3 separate regions of the Sus scrofa genome follow, and regions 1 and 3 are each linked to region 2. A link is a contact called in public HiChIP or PLAC-seq data. All regions are on one chromosome and are shown on one strand. The core of a region is the stretch at or near the end of the contact, and the rest is flanking DNA. Distances in the headings are between cores, read along the strand shown.

Evidence for each region. HiChIP or PLAC-seq counts read pairs in DNA pulled down with a chosen protein or histone mark.
Region 1: a contact with region 2 is called in an H3K27ac HiChIP or PLAC-seq map of skeletal muscle. The contact joins the promoter of ATP2B4 here to the promoter of BTG2 in region 2. A contact is called at or near these places in 1 of 5 promoter capture datasets (fetal liver) and 2 of 2 datasets of contacts at active chromatin or transcription factors (alveolar macrophages and skeletal muscle).
Region 3: a contact with region 2 is called in an H3K27ac HiChIP or PLAC-seq map of alveolar macrophages. The contact joins the promoter of ZC3H11A here to the promoter of BTG2 in region 2. A contact is called at or near these places in 1 of 5 promoter capture datasets (fetal liver), 1 of 47 Hi-C or Micro-C datasets (skeletal muscle) and 1 of 2 datasets of contacts at active chromatin or transcription factors (alveolar macrophages).

What each region holds. Positions count from the first base shown.
Region 1 is chr9:64,335,026-64,339,386 of Sscrofa11.1, forward strand. ATP2B4 (plasma membrane calcium-transporting ATPase 4) reads left to right here and starts at 1,329. Exons shown (of 21, transcript XM_021063194.1): 1 at 1,329-1,861.
Region 2 is chr9:64,032,272-64,036,516 of Sscrofa11.1, forward strand. It overlaps BTG2 (BTG anti-proliferation factor 2), which reads left to right and starts at 1,582. Exons shown (of 2, transcript NM_001097505.2): 1 at 1,582-1,834; 2 at 3,101-4,245. The coding sequence starts at 1,681. The coding sequence ends at 3,435.
Region 3 is chr9:64,515,844-64,520,677 of Sscrofa11.1, forward strand. It overlaps ZC3H11A (zinc finger CCCH domain-containing protein 11A), which reads left to right and starts at 3,052. Exons shown (of 19, transcript XM_005656653.2): 1 at 3,052-3,383.

The DNA of each region.
Region 1 (4,361 bases), core at 79-2,578, 300 kb after region 2:
TCTGAAGAGCAGAGAGTAAAAGCAGGGTAATAGGCCTGCCCCCTGCACACAGTCACCAAAGAGCAGACCACCTAAGCCACTCCTCTGGCCCAACCTCTGGAGCCGCCCCTACACTCACCCCAAATAAGGAGCCAGCTCGTATCCCATCCCCACCCCAGCGAGCCAGCAAGGGAAACCGTTGGAAACTGCTGCAGGGGCCCCAGTAAAGCCTAACCTGAGTTTTCCTGTCTGGCCTCTTATCAATTTCCAATGATTAAGAAAGCTAAGAGCCCAGGATGATAATACTCAGCTTCTCCACATCCTAGTTTACCACTCTAATCTGTGAGGTGTGTCACCCTGCCTTCATTAGCAAGTGAGTGTTTGTGTGTGTGCTGAGGTCTACGGCGTGGGAATTTATCAGTCAATGAAGATATGCAGTGTGAACCAGTCGGGGATGCATGTTTGCACTTGAAAGCCAGAAGGTTTTAGGCGAAATCTATGGGTGGCACTGTTGCACAATGCTGGTGGGTGTGTGGCTGCTGGGGTGTGATTTAACAGTTTACAGTCTGTGTATAAGTGTACCTGGATGTCTGAGTGTGTGCAAATTAAAATGGAAATGTGTACTGTAGCATGATACAAGTGCAGGAAAGTACACAGACTGGCTTTGGAGTCAGTCTGACTTGGGCTTGCATCCTTGCTCTGTTATTATTAAACAGATGTGGAAGCTTGGGCGAGTCACTGATTCTCAATTTCCTGAACTCTGAAATGAAGATAATAAGTACCTTTCAAGATCGCCATGAGCATTAGAAACGAAACCATATATGCAAAGCTTTTGGTGCCATAGCCCACACGTAGTAGGACTGAAAAACAGGCAGCTATTATGCACTGTGGATGTACCTCTGATGGGTACAGAGGCAAGCGGGAGCCAAGTGTGACCCGGGACTGTGTGTGTGAAATCTGGGTGAGGAGTGTCTACTAAGGTGTGTCTATAAGCAAAGCTATGTACTGGTGTGTATGTCTGAGCAATTCCTTTTCCTCCTCCAGGGAGCCCCTCCTTCAGACCAGCGGCAGGTGGGTGGCAGGGAATTGTACAAGTTTTCACAGCCACCTTGGGTTCCCGGGTCCTGGTTCTAAGTGAGTTAAGAGTTTGAGCGGAGCTGCAGGAAACCAACCGCCTGCAAAAGCTTCCTTTTTTTCCCTCCACCCAGCAACGGTTGAATACCGCCACCCACATCCACTCCCACCTCCACCCCCACCCTGCCTTCCTTTTAACGAGGGAGAGCAAGGGCGGGGGGGAAACCCCACAGAAAAGAGGATTCCTCCCCTTCTCCCCCAGTCCCCCTTAAGACAAATCAGGAAGAAGCCGCAGCTCGCCATCGGGCCACCTTAACAGTAGAGTAATGGTCTGGCCTCTCGCCAAGTCCCGCCCTCTTCCAGCCCTCGCTCCTCCCCTTTCTCCTCCCGCCCAGGCCCGGCTGGTGAGCAGGAGTCTGGCCCGAGTTGGCTGGAGCTGTTGCCATGACAAGCATTTTCTTAAGAAAGCTCTGCTGTTGAGACCGTCTGAAGCGGGGGGTTGAAGGGGGGGCACGAACTTCCTGGGGAACGGTCTCCCCGAGGAGGGCAAGCCCAGAGACACCCGCCCAGCTCCCAGCACCCTTTTCTTCCAGGAACCTGAGAGGTCCTTTCCTTTGGGAGGGCTAGGGGAGGAGACCCAGCCCACTCCCCGGTCGTAGCTGGAAAGGCAGGAGAGACCAGCCAGCATCTCCGGCGTGGTTGCCACACGGGGGACACCGGTGGGTCGTCACCCCCCCCTACCTCTGTCCATGGAAACCCGGAGAAAGAGTCCCGCGTGGAGAAGCCTGGATCTCTGCTAGAAAGAAAGGTAGGTTTGCAGAGAATGAATTGAATCTTGATTTGCAAACTTAGTTTCTTTCTTTCCTTTCAGTGGCTGATAAAATTCTCTGAATTTCCTCTTCCTAGCATATTTCTTGCAGCTGGGTTTAGGGGTGTGTGTGTCTGTGCTCGCGCACAGATTTGTCAAATACTATATTTCCTTCCTAGACTCAGTTCTGAGAAACGTATAATCAAACAAGTGATTTCTCTTTTTTTCCTTCGAGTTTTTGTCATTCCTGGGCTGTGGGGCTAGGGAAGTGGAGAGACTGTATTTTTCATACCCAAATGGAGCTTTTGGAAAAAGCATTTATTTTCCCCCATTCGTTCCTGCCCTCCCCTCCCCCTTGGCTTGGGAATGAGACGCAGAATGGAAAACTGTTGCAAAAATATTTTCCGCGTCTGTTCCCTTTCTTGAAAGCCCCAAAGAGAGATGGGAAAAAAAAAAAAAAAAAAAAGAACTGAGTACAAAATGCTCAACAGGAAGGAGGGGCTGCATCGGGGACTGGGAGAGGGGCTCACTGGGGGATGGGTGGAGGTAGGCGCTAGAAGTTGCAAGTGGGGAAGGGCAGTGCACAAATTAAATTTCTTTGGCTTTGTAGGGAAACCTCAGCAGTTTCTCTCTACCGCTCGCAAAACATCCTCAGACTTTCACGTCTATAATTAGCAGTGGAAAAAGCTGGGAGTTCCCTTGTACTGCTGTTGTTTGAGTGTGTGTGGAGCGTCAAGAACCAACTGTATGAGTGTCTCTGAGGGCACCGCCCCGTACATCGCTGGTCAAAAGGGGAGAAAGCAGAAGGGGTGAAGTTTGAAAGTTTGCAGTTTCAAGGCTGGTGACCGTGGGGCTGGTGAGTGTTTGGCGGTTGGGGGTTGCCACAGGCATCCTTGGGAGGGTCCCCGAGCAGCCTGGGCCACTTGCTAAAGAGCTAGAAATTAAGACTGGGATTGTCCCTCCTGCTTGTCGTTCACAAACACACTCACTCAAATACTTGGCTCGCTCTCGTGGTGGAGGAGGCCGGCTGGCATCCTCCCCAGGCAAGTCCAGCCTCACACACTCCTCCATCTCACTGAAGGACCCACCGCTTTTCTCTTGCTGGCTGTGGAGGACCCAGGAGTGTCTGGCCACATCCCGGGAGAGAGTGGGCACTCTGCTGGCCAGAGACACCACCCTCCTGGGCATTCCTGCCTGACTTAGAATAACTTGCAGACGGATGTCGGCGCCAGCCGGCCTGGTAGGGGGGAATCTCAGCTGAAGAAATAGGCGGGCACTCAACTGACACCACTGGGGGAGGGGAAGTAAAATCCCACTGTAGCCTGCCACCTCCTCCTTTGGGTGGGGTGTCTGGCAGGGAGTCTTAAGATCCTCCCGGATGTCCTCTATCTCCTAGTTGCCCCTTCTTGCCCATTCTATCTGGAGGTCATCCCCCACCCCCTCAGCTCCAGGCCCTCTTTACAGGGAAGAAGGGGAAGAGACCAAGGTCATTCTAGGCTGAGACTGGCGAAGGAGAGGGGCCTAGGGTCAGGACGGACTAGGTAGAGAAAGGTTTAGGAGGAGGGCAGAAGGGGGTGGTGCCCTGATGGCTAGTGAGCTAGGTTTCCTGGCTAGGGGCAGTGGCCTGGGGAGTGGGCTCAGCAATGTGGGTCCTGCACCTGAAACTTGGTGGTGGGCCGAATGGCGAAAAAGAAGCACCTGCCATCTGCCCCAGCTAGTTTGGTTGAATGAGTGGTAAAGGCAGAAACTGGAAAGAAGGAAGCAAACGATGTGGAAGAGAGCACAAATGGGGCCGGGATGGATCTGCCTGCACCCCAAGGCCAGACAGCTCCTCTCTCTGGGGAAGGGAATGAGGCCTTACCCAATGGGCAGGGAACCCCGGCCCAGATCCATGCCCTTGTTCTGTAGAGAGGCGGGGAGGGGAATCCGTCTCTTTGCTCCTCTTCGGGAGCCCCATCCTCCCCGCCACCATCTTGCAGAGGTTCAACCCTGAAATCACGCCCCTTCCCCCTCCCCACCCCCCTGCCCTTTGGGGGGCCCATAATCCCACAGTTCCTGTGGCCGACCTTTCCATTTTCAGTGCTTTCACTAAGGGTAGATTCTGGTAGGTTCGGGAGGGCTTCTCCCTTGAGGAGCAGGTCCCTATTTAGCACCGAGGCGCCTGCTCCCTTGGCCTGGAGTCCGGCGTGGTGGGGACGGGGTGGGGGGACGGGGCGCGGGGATTGACCTCCTCTTAGCCCCAGCCCTTCCCTCGGGTCGCGGGGCGGGGTCTGTGCTGCCACTTACCCGCGACCCCTCCCCTCGGCTGCTCTGCGGCCCCGCCCGGTCGCAGCCTCTCCCTCAGCTCCTCTCCAGCCTCGGGCTCTGCCTTCCTCTGAGGATTCCGTGCACCACAGCTCACTGAGCTGGAGCGAAGGTTTCATGCCTCCCGGGCCGTTCAGAGCCTTGGTCCCTTCCACTCCCAGTTACCACCTCTGTGTCCCTGGCTGGATTCAAGATC
Region 2 (4,245 bases), core at 332-2,831:
AGGATTTGAAAGAGTCCACTGCAATCATCCAGATCAAGAAGCAACAAGTTTTGGGACTGGATCTGAGGAGCAAAATCCAAGGTGAAGCCAAGAGTAGTCTGAGTTTTCTGGGTGGAGTGCCTGGAGAAATGATGGTATCTCTGATAGAAATGGAGATCTGGAAGAGAGCTGGCCTTGGAGAAGACAGTGGACTTAGACTGACATTAATGTGGTAGCTGGACTTTCAAGGGGAGAGACAGAGCAGGTGGTAGGAGGGGCAGAATGAAAGAACAGATGGACAGACTATATGTGTAGGAAAGTCAATTTTCAAAAGTAAATGTCAAAATGGACATGGGTAGGATTGCTCTGAGGAAAGAAAGTGGAGAGATTAGGTGGGGAAGAGGAGTGAGTGGGCATAGTGAGAGAACAGGGAGGAGGAACGGATCCAGGGCAGAGAGGGCCAGGGAAGGAAGCAGAGAAGCCTGGGGTAAGGAAAAGGATGGGAGACTGCCTCCAGATAAAGGTGGTCAGTAGGGCCCAGAGTTCAAGGAAAACAAGAATTTACAGAGGCCATTGAGTTTGATTCATTTAACATATTTTTTCCACTTTTATTTTCTTGGCCAGCCCAAGGCATATGGAGTTCCCCAGCCAACTGCACTTGTGACCTAAGCAGGTGAGTCAGATCCATAACCCACTGTGCCAGGCAGGGGATAGAACCTGCATCTCAGCACTCCCAAGAGGCCACAGATCCCACTGCGCCACAGCGGGACTCCTCATTTAACATATATTATGGGCGCCTAGGTATGCCAGACCCCGGGGTACAGGTTAGGAGTTATCCCTATTCAACAGATCTCTAGGTGTGCCAGTGATGGTGCCAGTTTGAGCCTGGTCCCCGGTGTGAAAAAGGAAAACCTAAAAATCTTGCACCACTCCTTCCAGCCCTACCCACCCAAGACTAGGTGAAACGCGGATGTTTCTACGCAAGAGAGAAGGCTGTAGAGGAAGAGCAGAACTTGAAGAAATTGATATTACTGTGGAAATAAACAGAAGACTCAGTACTCATTTCCAGAGAACCTAGAGGACCCATTCTGACTAGTTAACAAAGCGGCAGCAAAGCGGTAAAATAGTGACAAAGCGTCTGGGTGAGTCGTTCTAACAGTGTGTGGTTGAAAATGTGGGCATCAGAAAAGGGGTGGGGAAGGTGATGTCAGCGAAGGCTTCTTGGAGGAGGTGGCCTTTAATCTGTCCTGAAGTATAGGAGAAGCGGAGAGGTCGAGGCATTCCCAGTTTGAAGTGTCCTTCTCCTTCGGCCCCTCCCCGGTTCCCCTCTCCCGGCTAGCACCCAGGCTCAGGTTCCCAGCACTGACGTCAGCTGTTGATGACCTCAGCTCCGTGGCAGCGGCGCTGGGGGTAGGGGCGGCGCCGAGACTGAGGGCGCGCGGGGTGGGGAGGGGGAAGAAGGGAGCGGAGCGGAGTGGGCGGGGCGAACTCGGGGCTCCGCCCCTATCCGCTGGCGACGGCCAATGGGCTCCGCCGCAGGTTCCCCCTCCTCTCGAAATAGTATGAAAGGCACCTCTCGGGTAAAGTTTGGGCAGAGCCGGAGAGGCAGCCGAGCTACCCTAGGCTTTCAAGCTCGCACGTCCCACCGGAGCCTCTCACTGATTCCCCGCCGCCACCACCGTTCCCTGAGCCGCGAAAGACATGAGCCAGGCCCGCTGGACCGGGAAGAGAACAGATATGCTCCCGGAGATCGCTGCCGCTGTAGGTTTCCTCTCCAGCCTCCTCAGGACCCGGGGCTGCGTGAGCGAGCAGCGACTCAAGGTTTTCAGCGGGGCTCTCCAGGAGGCACTGACAGGTGAGCACTTGAAGAGGGTCCTGGCGCCAGGCGAACCCTGCCACCGGAACTCGGCCCCCCTCCCTGCCTGAGGCATCTTTCCTCCCAACCTGCGGTAGAGTTCCCCACTCCAGCAGCTCCGGGAATCTGTTTCCCTCCATCTCCCCAGGCGGTTCTCAGTATCTACCCTTATTCCCTTGGGTCAGGTCTCCCCTCTCTGGCCCCGCTCTCGGGTCGGGTCCCGGTCCTTGGAGGTTCTGGTTGGGCGTGCCCCTCCACGCTGTAGCGGGCACAAACCGTAGTCTGAGTGCGATACCAAGTTCCTGGCTTATGTCGAGGAAGAGGAGTACCTGCTGGTCTGAGTGAGGGCTCATTTCTTTCACTGGACCCCGAGACCCGTAAGGGACGCTGTAGGTGGCAAAGCCGGGCGGTCCGAGGGGTCCTTATGGAACTAGAAGGAGCAACTGAACCTTCTCAACGACCTGGAGTCCCAGCCGTGGTCCTTCCAGTGGTGCGGGGCTGCACTGTGCCTGGGTCTGTTGTTGACTCACTCCAAGTTGGAATCCGGGCCCCCTTTGTGTTCTCTGGCCCCCCCTTAGCCATCTGCCATCAATTATGGTACCAAGGGAGACTTGGCGTGTGTTGGGGCTGGGGGCTGTGAGGCGGCTTGAGACGCAGGAGGCTGACAAGAGATAAGCAGCCGCTGGCTGGGGAGAGACCTATCTCCCAGCTGTTTCTAGCAGGTTGGCCTGTGGTCTTGGGCAGCGATAGCCATCTCCCGTCGTGCCCACACAGATCCTGCCTTCTAAGGAACAGCCTATGTCTCCTTAAAACATCCTAGTTTTGCCTCTCTTAGCCACTGCTGCTGGTCCCTTACTTTTCAAGGAGGCAGGGGGGCCGCTGAGGCACACGGTGGGTCCAGCAGTAAGGGCAGCCTTCTTGGGCTGAAACTTCAGCTCATAGGTCTCCAGAGGCCTTGCCTGGACATGCCAGCCCGTCACACCCCTCCTCCTTAAACCGGGGATGTGCCAAAGACAATATACTGGCTACACCCTTCCAATACACATACACCCCTGTCCTGGAGGAGGGGTCTTTCCAGATTCCCTAATTTTTCTTTTTTCCTGCTACAGCATCAGGAGGGTCCTGAAACTCATGAGAAACCATGTTGCTTACTTAGAATTACTACGTCCCTTCCTCTCCTCTTCCTTCACCCCTACCCTCCTTGTGGTAGCATCCATGGCCCGGCTGCTCTAACCAGGGTATATCCCCCTTGTTCTGTCTCCACAGAGCACTACAAACACCACTGGTTTCCTGAAAAGCCATCCAAGGGCTCTGGCTACCGCTGCATTCGCATCAACCACAAAATGGACCCCATCATCAGTAAAGTGGCTAGCCAGATTGGACTCAGTCAGCCCCAGCTGCACCAGCTGCTGCCCAGCGAGCTGACCCTGTGGGTGGACCCCTATGAAGTGTCCTATCGCATCGGGGAGGATGGCTCCATCTGTGTCCTGTACGAGGAGGCCCCGGTGGCCACCTCCTATGGGCTCCTCACCTGCAAGAACCAAATGATGCTGGGCAGGAGCAGCCCCTCGAAGAACTACGTCATGGCGGTCTCCAGTTAGATCCCCTGTGGCCCCCACCTGGCACTCTACTGTACTCATTCTGCCTGCCGTGACAACAGGCCATTGCATACCTCAACCTGGGGAACTGTATTTTAAATGAAGAGCTATTTATATATATATTATTTTTTTTTTTAAGAAAAGAGGAGAAAAAAAAAAAAACCAAAAGATTTTTTTTAAGAAAAAAATCCTTAAAGGGAGCTGCTTGGAAGTGGCCTCCCCAGGTGCCTTTGGAGAGAATCGTTGTGCGCTTGAGTCTGGGAGCCAGTGTCTGCCTATGGGAGGGGGGAAAGTTCAGGGGGCGGGTCTGGTCAAGGTGATGGGGGAGAGGCTTGGCTAGCACCCCAGGAAGTTGTGAGAAGGAGCAAGCAAGGTTAGCAACTGTGAATGAGAGAGGTCAGGATCTGTCCTGGATGGAGAAGAGAGGCTGAGTTCTAACCTCTCCCTCTTCTAACCAGGACACCTGCATCCCCAGCCCCTCTCTTACTCAGGGGCATTCAAACCTGGACTTAAATTATGCTATATTGCCTAATCTTTCTCTTTTATTTTTCTAATGAGATCCTAGGCAGAGAGTGAAAAAGCCTCTCTTGATTCCTTCTGTCCTGAACAGTTTTTCTTAAAATCATGACTTATTTCTAATTCTATTCTCAGGGGCCTATGGATGTTGCTACCCACCAAGAATATAAAGCTTTTTGTTTGGGGGTTCAGGGGAGTGAGGCAGGGGTTGCAGGTTATTGGAGTTGGGACAGAAGGGTACTCTGCACGAAATCTTTGCCTTGCTATGTGCTGCTCTATGTGTATATGTGGTAATTT
Region 3 (4,834 bases), core at 1,802-4,301, 490 kb after region 2:
ACAATAGCCAAGACATGAAAACAACTTAAATGTCTATCCACAGATGATTGGATTAAGAAGATGTGGTATATATCCACAATGGAATACTACTCGGCCATAAAAAAGAACAAAATAATGTCATTTGCAGCAAAATGGATGGAACTGGAGACTCTCATGTGCTAAGTGAAGTAAGTCAGAAAGAGAAAGATGAATACCATTTGATATCATCATATCTAGAATCTAATATATGGCACAAATGAACCTTTCCACAGAAAAGAAAATCATGGACATAAAGAATAGACATGTGGTTGCCAAGGGGGAGGGGGAGGGAGTGGGATGGACTGGGAATTTGGTGTTAATATATGCAAACAATTGCCTTTGGAATGGATAAGCAATGAGATCCTGCTCTATAGCACTGGGAACTATATCTAGTCACTTATGACGGAGCATTATAATGTGAGAAAAAAGAATGTATACATGTATGTGTAACTGGGTCACCTTGCTGTACAGTAGAAAATTGACAGAACACTGTAAATCAGCTATAATGGAAAAAATAAAAATCATTATAAAAAATTACAGTATTTCATGCATTCTAAGATGCACATCCTATCAAAAAAAAAAAATCTTTTTTTTCTTTTTACCACCACACCCTGGGCATATGGAAGTTCCCAGGCTAGAGGTCAGATTGGAGCTGCAGCTGCCCGCCTATGCCACAGCCACCTATGCTGCAGCTTGCAGCGATGCCAGATCCTTAACCCACTGAACAAGGCCAGGGATCCAATCCTCATACTCACAGAGACTATGCTGTGTTCTTAAACCAGGGAGCCGCAACAGGAACTCTTCTATCAAATTTTAACGTCTCTAATTAATGCCCTGTCAGTTTAACTGGCCATTTTTTACTCTTAGAGGTCTCTAAAATAAGATGCATGTTACAGTCGACGATACCTTAGATTTGATGAAATATATGATTGTTAAAGGACAAAATTTGGGAGTTCCTGTTGCAGCTCAGCAGGTTATGAATCTGACTAGTATCCATGAGAATGCAGGTTTGATTCCTGATGTTGCTTAGAAGGTTAAGGATCCAGCATTGCTGTGAGCTGTGGTGTAGGTCACAGACACAGCTGGGGTCTTCATTGCTGTGGCTGTGGCCAGCAGCTGCAGCTTTGATCTGACCCCTGGCCTGGGAACTTCCATATGCTGCAGGTGCAGCCCTAAAAAGAAAAAGAAAAATTCGACTGAGTAATTTTAAAGATGAAATGGGTTTTAATCAATGATTCATGAATCAGGCAGCACCCGTCCCATATAACAAATATAAGGATACTCTGAGGAGTTGTACAAAACAGGTTTTTATAGGCAGAAAGAGGATGGAATAAGGAAGTTAAAGGAGTGGATTATTTGGAGTTCCCTGGTGGCCTAGAGGATAAAGACTCAGCATTATCACTGCTGTGGCTCGGGTTCAATCCCTGGCCAGTGAAGGCAAATTTCCACACGCCATGGTTAAACCAAAAAAAAAAAAAAAAAAAAAGAATGGATTATTATTTGGAGAAAGGTAGAAAGATGGGGGGAATCTGATCAGGCAGATTGCCTCACTAGTGCTGTTAAGAAATTTCACTCTGGGAGAAGCTGAAACTGCAGTTAGTTTAGGTATTAGGTCTTGGTGGTGATAAACATAAGCAGATGCCATTTGGGGACCTAATGCGGTCTTTTAAAACATTTTTCTTTTAGGGCCACACCTGTGGCATATGGAAGTTCCCAGGCTAGGGGTTGAATTGGAACTGTAGCTGCTGGCCACAGCAACACCAGATCCGAGCCTCGACTGCAGCCTACACTGCAGCTCATGACAACACCAGATCTTTAACCCACTGACTGTGGCCAGGCATTGAACCCACATCTTCATGGATACTAGTCGGATTCGTTACTGCTGAGACACAACAGGAACTCCCTCTTTTTACACTTTATATAGTAGACCAAGCAGATGCATCCTGCAAGCCCTAGTCTGGAGAACCCGTCAGCAATTTGGAAAGGCTTCTATTAAACTGAAAAACCTTAGGTGTTGTGGCACAGATGGAAATTGGTTACCAGGAACCTGCTTGTTAGGGCTGGTTGACATGGCAATCACAGAGTATTGTCATGTAAGGCAGGGATGATTGGGGCTAGGATTCTAGTGTTGTGGCTTCTCACTTTGAAGGGAGATAAAAGCTCAAGTGCCAAGAGACTCAACACCTCTCTGACCTGATACTTACCCAGTCCTGGACTGGCTGTGACTCCCTCACGAAGCTGGTAGTTGGCAAAACAAACCCAAGAGGAAGTAAAAGGTGCCTGGAGTCCTATGTGCTTTCCCATTAAGTGTATCCTTTCTTAACAGCAGAACTACATCCTTTATCCAAGTTCAGTAAAATGCTGCCACCCAAGTAAGTTCTGTTGAGCCTATATGCCAGGGTACACTATATATATTTAAGTGTATTTGCATATTAAAAAGTTATAAAGAATACATGCTAAATTAATGATAGGTTATTTCTCAGGAATGAGATTTATGGAGACAAATTTTGTACTCTACTTAAATTTTAAGAACCCACTTACATGTATTTTATAATAGGAGGAAAAAAGTAAAGATATTTAAATGGAAAATACAGGCTAATATTAATAATGAAGTGGGTAGGCGACTAATGTTTTTCCTTTTCATGTCTCAACCCTCATGAACTTTTTAAATGACCACGAATTATTTTTCTAATACGAAAATTTGTTTTAAGGGGAAAAAAAAAACTGAAACCCATTCACTACTTCAAATAAAAATAACTGTTCAATAAAATTTTAAAAATAATAAATGCACAAATCTTTCAACATCGCATGGGAAAAACAGTTTATTTCTAAATCAGATTTATACAGGATTTGAACAATTTACTCATTATTCATAATCAACTTATTTAAATTCAACTTTCTGGTAAGAATAAACTGAACGCTTACAGTCTCGTGGACACAATTCTCGCGCTTCCCCGCTTATTACGTCAATTTCATTACACAATTTTTAAAAAAAAATCAAAGACAGTTTCAAGAAACCCGTGACCTTCTAAAGCGCATTCCTTGGAAAGGCAGGGCCTCCACGGTTTAGCACCTCCCCTCTCACGTGACCCTGTCACCCGAGGAAGCCATCTTAAGCATCGCCTCATAGAGGAAAACTACATCTCCCAGAATCCTTGCGCTTTGCGTCGTGCTGGCACTTTTACTGGCCGGATCTTAGAACTGAACCTGTAGCCAGGCGCCATCTTTGACTCTGGCAGTCTTGGATTTCTGCTGGTGTTGCTGCTGAGAGGACGGCGGACGGCAGCGGCTAAGAAAGAAGAAAGACGTGGCAGCAGCGGGAGTCGTGGATAGTGTCGTCGGTTCGGTAAAGTTTCTGTTCTCCGGTAACTAGACCCGTTTTTTTGCTTCCCGGGTGGCTCGGGGCCGGGGAGGTGGGGGAGAGGGCGAGGGGAGTGGCCGCGGCCTCCCCTCGCCCCTGGGTCGCGGCCTAGCCCGGGAAGTCAGAGCGGGTCCTTCGGCCCGGTGGTAAAGACCGGCTCCCCCACCTCCGGGCCGCTGCCGTCGCCAGGGCGGCCTGGGAGCCCCAGGCTCCAGCTCCCAGGCCCATCTACCCCCACCCTCCTTCACCCCACCCCCACGGGGCCTGCTCCTTTTCCCAACCAGTCTTCCTCCCTTCCCCCACATCCGGTGTTGGCGAAACTGTAGGAGCCGGGAGCAGCCCCGGGAAACCGACTTGTTCCCCTACTCCCGGAGGAGAACTGACAACTACGTTGCTTTCTCTGGGGCAGCAGTTTCCTTAGTTTTAGCGAACCCCACTGCCTAAATCAAATTGAATGCCAGGAGCTGATTTTACCTACTCTCATTCCTCTCCAGGGTCCCACTACTTGGGAGATTTTCTCAAACTCCACATACAGAAAGCCACCGATCTTATTCCGGTATCCTACACCCCTTTCCTACCTTAATTACACTCCCACCCCCAGCCCTCAGCATCGGAGTCAAGAGCAACAGGGACACTTCCGTTCTCCTTGTAGGATTGATGAAACCGTAATGAAGAACGCCCCCTAAACTCCCATAATCGGTGCGGATTCCTATGGGGAAGGCCCATATTGTTGACATCTTCCAGGCCTTGGTTCTGGACCTTGAGAAGGAGGCTGAACTAGTGATAGCGATGCTTTTTAGGGTAATTGTATGTAGGTATTGGGGGAAGGGGAGGGATCAACCAAGAAGGCATGACACTGATTTAAAACTCATATTTCATTTTCTGCTGCTCATATAGAGTCCAACTTAGGAGTTACTCATTTGCAGGCTGTAAGGCTTCTCCGGTCTAAAAATGTCTGAAAACCAAGTATGGATTAACTCTTGATACAGATAGTAAATTAGAAATTCAGTTTGTAATCTTACTTTAAAATTTTACTCTCAAAGCATTTTTTTTTTTAAAAGCTACCTACATTTTTAAAAAATTGTGTTACTTTTAGCTAGAGCTGAAAGGGTCAACAGGCATTTGCTGTTAATGACCAGTATGTGGAGTCTGATTTAGCTTTCCAGAATTGACTTTTGGGGTTGTATTGGCAAATCACAGTCTTAAATAATGGATATTAAATGATGCACTATGTTTTTGTTTAAATGAAATTTACTGAAAATAATTCCAGAATTAAGGGGATTTGATGTTGCTGTCGTGAGGCAACATAAAAGATACGTATTTTAAAAGCTAAAACATTTCAAGCAGATACAGTTCTTGATGAATCATAAAGAATATGGACCATAGATTTGGAAGACTTGGTTTTTAGCTGCTACTAACTCTGACGCTGGAAAAGTAGACCTCAGTTTTCTTTTC